2 separate regions of the Callithrix jacchus genome follow, and region 1 is linked to region 2. Evidence: chromatin contacts called from public Hi-C data. All regions are on one chromosome and are shown on one strand. Each heading gives the region's core, a stretch centred on a gene start, on an enhancer-like site or on the middle of the called end of the contact. The rest is flanking DNA. Distances are from core to core; before and after follow the strand shown. Region 1 overlaps OSBP2 (oxysterol binding protein 2). Region 2 overlaps SLC35E4 (solute carrier family 35 member E4).

Region 1 (4,452 bases), core at 1,578-4,077, 91 kb before region 2:
TTAGTTCCATTTTCAAAGCCTTTGCAGTACTATTTGTTTTTGTTTTTGAGACAGAGTCTTGCTCTATCACCCTGGCTGGAGTGCAGTGGTGCGATCTTGGCTCACTGCAAGCTCTGCCTCCCAGGTTCAAGTGATTCTCCTGTCTAAGGCCCCTGAGTAGCCGGGATTACAGGTGCGCACCACCATGCCTGGCTAATTCTTCTGTATTTTAGTAGAGATGAGGTTTTACCATGTTGGTCAGGCTGGTCTCGAACTCCTGACCTCAAGCGATCCACCCACCTTAACCTTCCAAAGTGCCAGGTTACACCGCACCTGGCCCTTTGCCTTACGATATGGATCTGTCCCACATGTGTGCCATCCAGTGCCACAGGGACATGGATATCCACGTAGCTTTAAGTTCAGGTCTCAAAATCTTTTGTATGTTGTTTAGGATCAGATCCATCCATGTGCAGCGTGGACATGAAGCCAGGAATTCATGAAAATGACGTAATGGGGTCACTCTCCCAAGGTCCTCTCTCTGAGATCTGGTTTGTTCTGGCTCCCTTGGGCTCTCTGTTTCAGTCCTCTGGCTGTCTACTTCCCACCACTGCACCTGTATCGTGGGCTAAGGAGTGGGAAGAGTGAGAGACAAATGCAACAGGGGTTCCCTCACCTCTGGGGACCAGAGCTCTTCCTACTGGCATGGATGAATTCCTCTGAGGTTTTGGCACCTGCAGGCCCCTTGTCACCACTGCTGTCATTGCCAGGAGACCCCTTCCTTCTTGAGCCTGAACTAGAGGGCTTCTCCAGGTATTTTCTCTGTCTGCTCACTTCTGGGTCTCCCCCGAGTTCACTCCAGAAGATACTGGAGGGAAAACATTGTAAACTCGCCACCCGTTTGGTGTTACCTCAGAATCTGGTTTTCTCCAACCTACTTGTGGCTACTTAATTTTCAGGGTGCTCAAATAGTTGCTCTGTGCATTCTGTCCACATTTTTCATTTAATTTAATTTTAATTTTTTTTTTAAGAGACGGAGTTTCACCATGTTGGCCAGGTTGGTCTCGATCTCCTGACCTCATGATCCACCTGCCTCAACCTCCCAAAGTGCTGGGATTACAGGTGTAAGCCACCACATCTAGCTAATTTTTGTATTTTTAGTGGAGACAAAGTTTCACCATGTTGGCCAGGCTAGTCTCAAACTCCTGGCCTCAAGTGATCTGCCCACCTTGAACTTCCAAAGTGCTGAGATTACAGGCATGAGCCATGACGCCCAGTTCTGTACATGTTTTCTAGCTGCAGAGTGAAACCTTCTCACTTCATCCTATGTGGAAGTGAAACTGAGCAGAACTGCGTTTTAAAAAGACTCCCTCTTGCTGTTGTTGGAGTCCAGAATCTGGGAGGCCAGGTAGTGAAACTGGGTTGGAGGCCAGGTAGAAGGAGGGCAGCGGGCAGATGTGAAAGTGCTCAGGTCTGGCGCTGACAGGATCTGCTCACAAGCTGCAGGGAGGGGTAAGTGAGGGTAGGACTCAAGGTGACACCCAGATTCACTTCCTGGTCAACTGCCAGTTCTGGAAGGTGTCCTGAGATTTTGACTAGGACAATTTCAAAGTAGTGAGTGGTGGGTCATATGTAGTAGGAAGAAGCCAGGAGAGAGTGATAAGGCCAGGCATGGTGGCTCACACCTGTAAACCCAGCACTTTGGAAGGCCAAGGATCACCTGAGGTCAGGAGTTTGAGGCCAGCCTAGCCAACATGGTGGAACCCTGTCTCTACTAAAAATACAAAAAGTATTGGGCATACACGCCTGTATACCCAGCTACTTGGGAGGCAGAAGCAGGAGATTCGCTTGAACCCGGGAGGCAGAGGTTGCAGTGAGCTGAAATCATGCCACTGCACTCCAGCCTGGGTGACAGAGCAAGATAGGAAAGAGGAGGAGGGGAGGGGAGGGGAGGGGAGGGGAGGGGAGGGGAGGGGAGGAAACAGTGATAAAACCAAGTCCCCCAGCAAGAGAGAGAAAATCACTCTTTGAAGCTCGGTACTGCTTCAAAGGAGAGAATGTCTCTATTGGAATCATTAGGGATTCACATGGCAGGGGATGGAAGAGCTTAAGTGTGATAGCAGGGAGCTGAGGGGCTCAGGCTGTGGATCCGGTTTTGTTCTATGAATGAGGAAGCAAGATCTTTTGCAGTGAGCCAGGAGGTAGCAGTGACAATTCGCAGAGTAGCAAAGACTTCTAGAGCCACTAGGGGATGGGAGAAAGGTGGCAGGGGACCCACACAAAGGGGACAGGTACTGATCAAGGCCCAGCAGATACCCTGGGTTTGAGGAGTGTGGCTGCATGGCTGGGAGGGGTCACCACAGATCGTGGCTGCATGGCATGTGTACGTGTGCTCAGAGAAGGGCCCTATCACCCCTGCCTGAAAGTAGAAGGTACAGAACTGACAGGTGATCACCAAAAGACCATCAATGTCACTGCTGTCAGCCAAGTGGCCACCACACTCCAGTGACTGCTGGGCAGTTTGTAACATGATTTGATTTATCCCTCTTGACAACCCTAAGAGGTCTTTATCACTACTTCCACTTTATGGGTAAGGAGGCAGAGGCACAGGGACTTAGCTTATAAGTGACACAATCCAGATTCAGGCAGAACCTGTCTAGTGCCTGGACTGGCCCGTGGTTAGACAGAGGACAAACAGGTGTGAAGGAAGCCAGACAACAAGGAGAGAGAGAAAGAACTCACCCCAGCAGGAGTGAACCACAGGGCAAGGCCAAATGAGAAAGGAAGAGAAAAGGCAGCTGCCTCCTGGAGGAGTCAGATCTGGAAGGGCACTGGCAGGGTAACTGCTGTGGTGGCCAGAAAAGGGCTTCTGACTTTAAGGTCACTGAGCCAGAGCCCACAGGGTCTGCAGGTGGCCATGTGGGGCAGAGGTGGATGGGGCCTAGTGAGGTCAGGCTGCGTGGGGACTGGCATTTCATGTTAAGGTATGGCTGAAAACGCAAGGGCATGCCGACTGGGTAGCAAGGCCCAGGGGTTGAGGACAAGCTCCATGGCCAAGGGCCCTGGGGGACCTGAGGGCTGAGATGGGTGGGCACAATCCTAGCAGAGGCACCAAGACACCAGGATTTGGAAAAATGAGTGGCATGGGGAGGGGAACGCTGAAGAGGGACACAATTGACCAGTCCCTGGGCCAGATTTGCCCCTCCTGGAGGGTGGGAGATGCCTAGGTAAAAGTTCCTTTTCCTGGTTGGGCTCTGCTCCCCAGAGGTCTCACATTCTGATGCCCCTGCCGGGACTTTAAAAAGACAGATGAGCAAGCCAGCCCTGGCTGACTCAACATGCACTCAGAAGGGCCTCAATCCAGCCACCAGATGGCAGCTGGAAATGAGACAAAGCTTCCCGAAGTCAAAGAAGGCCTACACTTCAGAAGCTGCTTGAAGAGCCAATCACACAGTCCTGGGGTTGCCTGATCAGAACTGCAGAAACCTCCATGCCCTTCCTCGTATGAATTTTTCTAATAAAGTATAAGAAAGGAAGTGAGAATCTGAGAATCAGGACTGTCTTCAAAGGCTGCTTGGTATTGTGGTGAGCTCTGGTCTCTCTGGTGATACAGAGCCCTGTCCATCTCCAGCCCAGCAGGGAAGACCCCTGATCTATGGCCCAGGACATCATCTGAGGTCCCAGCCATCAGCTGCCCAGAGTTCCACACCCTCTCTGCTCTAAGCGCCCTCTGGGTCTGGCATGCCCAGCGGGTGTAAAGCATAAGTGTTTAGTGGCCACAGCCTACACAGCTAGATGTTGTCCCCCAGCAGCTGAGAAGAGGGACCTCTTTCCATGGGAGGAAACAAGTGAGCTGATCTTGGCTAGGGTGTTGGAGATGCATGTGCTAAACGCCAAGAGGTCAGGAAGATAGGGATCTAGCAAGAAAGAGGAGAGGCTGCCCCGCAGGAAGGCTGGGTATATAGGAAGAAAGCAGAGGGGTCAAGGATGGGGAGGTTTTTGTTGTTGTTGTTTTTTTGTTTTTTGAGACAGGGTCTCAAAAAACTTCATGCTGGAGTGCAGTGGCATGATCTCAGCTCACTGCAACCTCTCTGCTTCACTGGTTCAAGTGATTCTCCTGCCTCAGCCTCCCGAGTAGCTGGGATTACAGGCGAGCACCACCACACTCAGCTAATTTTTCTATTTTTAGTAGAGACGGGGTTTCGCAGTGTTGGTCAGGCTGGTCTTGAACTCCTGACCTCATGATTTGCCCGACTCGGCCTCCCAAAGTGCTGGGATTACAGGTATGAGCCACTGTACCTGGCAAGAACGGGTAGTTTTTATGAGCTTAAAGACAGATGTGGGGAAGATCAGTGATGGGGACAGGAAGATATGGTCAGCAGATGGCTATGGGGCAAGGGAAGGTTTGAGGTGGGGCAACAGCAGCCCCAGGAGGCAATGACCAAAGCTGATCCAGAGGCCATGGGGTTGGACAGG
Region 2 (4,246 bases), core at 642-3,141:
ACTCGAGCCCCTGTTTTTTGATTTTTGGTTTTTCTTTGAGATGGAGTCTCATTCTGTCACCCAGGGTGGAGTGCAGTGGTGTGATCTCGGCTCGCAGAATCCTCTGCCTCCTGGGCTCAAGTAAGTAGCTGGGATTATAGATGCCCACCACCATGCCCAGCTAATTTTTGTATCTTTAGTAAAGACAGGTTTCAACATGTTGGCCAGGGTGGTCTTGAACTCCTGACCTTAAGTAATCCACCTGCCTCAGCCCCCCAAAGTGCTGGATTACAGGCATGAGCCACTGCACCTGACTGGTTTTTTTTTTTTGTTTGTTTGTTTTTTTGAGATGGAGTTTCGCTGTTGTTACCCAGACTGGAGTGCAATGGCACGATCTCACCTCAGCCTCCACCTTCTGGGTTCAAGCAATTGTCCTGCCTCAGCCTCCCGCGTAGCTGGGACTACAGGCGCGTACCACCATGCCCAGCTAATTTTTGTATTTTTAGTAGAGACGGGGTTTCACCTTGTTGACCAGGATGGTCTCGATCTCTTGACCTTGTTGTGATCCACCCACCTCCCTGCTTTTTTTTTTAAGAGATGGGGTCTTGCTCTGTTGCCCAGGTTGAAGTGCAGTGGTGTAATCATAGCTCATAGCAGCCTCAAACTCCCAGGATCAAGCAATCCTCCTGCCTCAGCCGCCCACGTAGCTTGGACTACAGGTGCACCCATCATACTCTGTTGTCCCTGTTTTTGACATTCTCTCCTGCCCATTCCATGCCATATGCTGTGCCAGTGCTTGGGAGAGAGCAGCAAGCCCTCCTGGAGCCCAGTCCAGTGGAGAAGAGAGACAAGAATCCAGACCTGATGGTGGGGTGTGATCTGGGCCCTGCCTGGAAAGTGGGGTGAGCTTTGGCTGGAGCTTCAAACTCAGCCTGGCATGGAGTGGGGTCTTGTGGGGCAGCAGAGCTGCCTAAGGGAGGTGACACCTGTTTTCCTAAAAAGAAGCTTCCCAGCAGGGACTGGATGCAGTGAATTGAGGCTCAAGCAGATGAAGAGACTTGCCTGAGGCAACAGAACTATTGCGAGGCAGAGCGTGGAGGGACAATGACCTTTCAATGGGACCCTCCCTCCCCACTATGTTATCTCAGTGATCTTCACTCCCAAGGACACTGTCACATCTAAGTAGGAGGGGCCAGGATCAAACCTGAGCTTTTGTTTTGTTTTGTTCTTGAGAAGGAGTCTGGATCTGTCCCCAGGCTGGAGTGCAATGGCAGGATCACGGCTCACTGAAACCTCTGCCTCCCAGGTTCAAAGGATTCTTTGAACCTGGGAGGCTGCTCCTTCTAAGCAGCTGGGATTACAGGCACTTGCCACCACGCCTGGCTAATTTTTGTATTTGTAGTAGAGACAGGTTTTCGCCATCTTGGCCAGGCTGGTCTCAAACTTCTGACTTCAGGTGATCTGCCTGCCTCAGCCTCCTAAAGTTCTGGGATTACAGGCTTGAGCCACCACGTCCCGCCAAACCCAAGCTTTTTGACTCCCAATCCAGTGCTCTCTGTGTCCACTGCTGGGTGGGGTGATAGGGATGGCTTTGACTGTGATCTTGGGGGAATCACCTCAATGTCTGGTCCCAAATCTGTTGACAAATCAGCTCCAAGGTCATACATAATTCCTGTTACCCGTCCCCACAACCACTAGGGGCAGGCTTTGATCTGACGTGAGGCTCACTCATTAGCCAAGCATTCCATAAGGCCTAGAAGTGACAGTGCTGCAGGGAGGTCCCTGCTATGCCAGCAGGGGTCCGTTGGATGGGAAAAGGTCCTGAGTGACCAGGGAGACTCTCTTGACCACAGCCATCCATCCCTCCGTCCTGCCTGGCAGAGCCTGAGAGTGGAGGCCAGAGGTACCCAAGCTGCCCAGGGACTGGGCTGGGCCAGTGGCATCTCTGAGTCACAGGGAGGGTGGGTGGCGGGTGACTCAGCCCTGGCCCACTTCCCCTTCTTTAAGGCCAGCCTGGGCGGAGGCTGGGGCCAGGAAATCCCATGCCGGTCCTCCCAGGCCTTCCCTGCCTACCTCCCACCACGCCGTGGGCTGGCCCTTCACTCAGCCCTGCCTCACACTGACTGGCACTGTGTGACAAATTCTGGTTACTGAATCTGAATGATTCCTCCCTGAATTTCAGTCTCCCTAGACCTCAGTCCCAGCCTGGTCTAGCTCCTGGTCCTTACACAAAAAAGAGACATTTGCACCTGGTTTCCAGAAAGGTTGGGTGACTACCCCACGACAGAAGCAGAGCCAGCTGGCGCCATCACTTCCTTCCTCACTCCTGGCCCTGCCCAGCGCTCCTCATTCGAATCCTCTCCATAGGGATCATCAGTTCCATTTTGCAGATCTGGAAGCTGAGACCCAGCGAGGGGAGGTTCCCAGTCAGGTGGGCAGAGCAGGATTAGGTCCCAGGTGTCCTCTCTCCAGCCTGGGTCCTTATCATCTTTAACAGGTGGTCTCCAAGAGAGGTAGCTGGGTGGGGAGAGTTAAGTGTTACGGGAGCCAAGGAAAGGGTCAGAGAGGTAAATAACAAAGCTGAGGCTGGCCAGCAGGTCAGGGAGCTCTGAGGGTTGGGACTCCTGTCTTAGGTTCCCTATGTGGGAGCCCCGCTCCCGTGCACCCCTGCCAGCCTCCTGAGCACAGTCCCTTGTCAAGACCCTCATCAGCTCTTCCTTCTTTTATTGTTTTTTTTCAAAGAGAGAGGGTCTTGCACTGTTACCCAGGCTGGAGATCATAGTGTGCTGCAGCCTCCAACTCCCCGGCTCAAGAGATTGGAGTTCTCTCTTTTTTTTTTTTTTTTTTAATTGAGACGGAGTTTCGCTCTTGTTACCCAGGCTGGAGTGCAATGGCGCGATCTCGGCTCACCACAACCTCTGCCTCCTGGGTTCAGGCAATTCTCCTGCCTCAGCCTCCTGAGTAGCTGGGATTACAGGCATGTGCCACCATGCCCAGCTAATTTTTTGTATTTTTAGTAGAGACGGGGTTTCACCATGTTGACCAAGATGGTCTCGATCTCTTGACCTCGTGATCCACCCGCCTCGGCCTCCCAAAGTGCTGGGATTACAGGAGGAGTTCTCTTAAAGAGTTGCATGTTTGGGTTTTTTTCCTTCAGGCAATGGTTTAAGCCGTGAGAGGGGAGGAGGTTGTATAGGAATTGGGGACTGGACAGAGGGAACAGCATGTGCACAGGCTTCAGTGAGCAGGTCTGGTATCACGAGGAACTGGAAGAAGTCAGTGAGGTTGGAAGGCAGAGCCCAACAGAAAGGAGATGGGCTGGGTGAGGCTGCAGGTGCCAGGGCCTGAGGGCCTTAGGGTCTGGGATAGGAAATTCTGACTTTGTCCCTGGAGTAGTGAGGAGCATCAGAATGTGCATGTTTTAGTGAGATCCCTCTGGGTGAAGGGGGCTGTGTGTAAGATGGAATAGAGGGGCCAGGGCAGAGCTAGGGAAATACCATTGCCACTGTTCGGAAGATGGGCAATGGTGGCTTGGCCAGTGGAGGGATTTGAGGGAATGGGGCTGAGTTCAGGGTGGGGGCTAGACAGAACTCAATGGGCAAGGGAGGATGTCATAGTTTCTGTGCGGGTTTCCCTATGTCCCCTCTATACCCCCAACAAATGACAAAGGCATTCAAGCAAAAATAGTGTATTTGAAGATAGATGATCCAAAACTGGGGGGCTCAGGGGTGAGGCCACAGCAGCTGCCTGGAGTTGGCACAGACTACCCCAACTCCCTAGAGAAGCCCAGCAGGATAGAAGCCCCCTTGCTGGGCCTCCTAGCTGCCCCTGACCAGGAAGGATTGTGTAACCGCCAAGAATCATCATCATCGTCATAATAATACATTGAGGTCTTCAAAGTTTGCCCAGCAATTTTTGGCATCGTAGTTGATATTACTCATCATAATGACTCTGACAGGCACAAGGACTGTGCCAGGCTTGGACCCACCATCCAGTGGTGAGCAGAGTCTGTGGCAGGGGTGAAGCAGGCAGGGATAGGAGGCTGGTCTCCCTGGGAGTCCCCATCCCAGCCTCCAAGGCAGCCCTTCCAGAAGGCTCCCCTTCCTGCCATCACCCCCAGCAGAGGTCACTGCCTGTTCTCCACCTTTTTTTTCTTGTTTGTTTCAGACAGGGTCTTGCTCTGTCTTCCAGGCTGGAATGCAGTGGCATGTGATTTTGGCTGACTGGAGCCTCAATCTCCAGGGCTCAAGTGATCCTCCCACCTCAG

What was found. Hi-C and Micro-C count contacts between places; a contact is called where the count stands out from the background.
Region 1: a Hi-C map of induced pluripotent stem cells shows a contact between it and region 2, with 2.0 times the contacts expected there. The contact joins two enhancer-like sites. A contact is called at or near these places in 2 of 3 Hi-C or Micro-C datasets (induced pluripotent stem cells and skeletal muscle).

What each region holds. Positions count from the first base shown.
Region 1 is chr1:201,292,761-201,297,212 of calJac240_pri, reverse strand. The region is part of intron 2 of OSBP2 (oxysterol binding protein 2); the gene reads right to left. Among named protein-coding and RNA genes, the nearest start is that of OSBP2, 56 kb to the right of the region's middle. Within about 2 kb of position 2,827, at least 2 of the 16 cell types and tissues checked have an H3K27ac peak or open chromatin away from gene starts, as enhancers often do.
Region 2 is chr1:201,201,421-201,205,666 of calJac240_pri, reverse strand. It overlaps SLC35E4 (solute carrier family 35 member E4), which reads right to left. Exons shown (of 3, transcript XM_035269645.3): 3 at 2,285-2,378. The coding sequence ends at 2,300. Among named protein-coding and RNA genes, the nearest start is that of SLC35E4, 12 kb to the right of the region's middle. Within about 2 kb of position 1,891, at least 2 of the 16 cell types and tissues checked have an H3K27ac peak or open chromatin away from gene starts, as enhancers often do.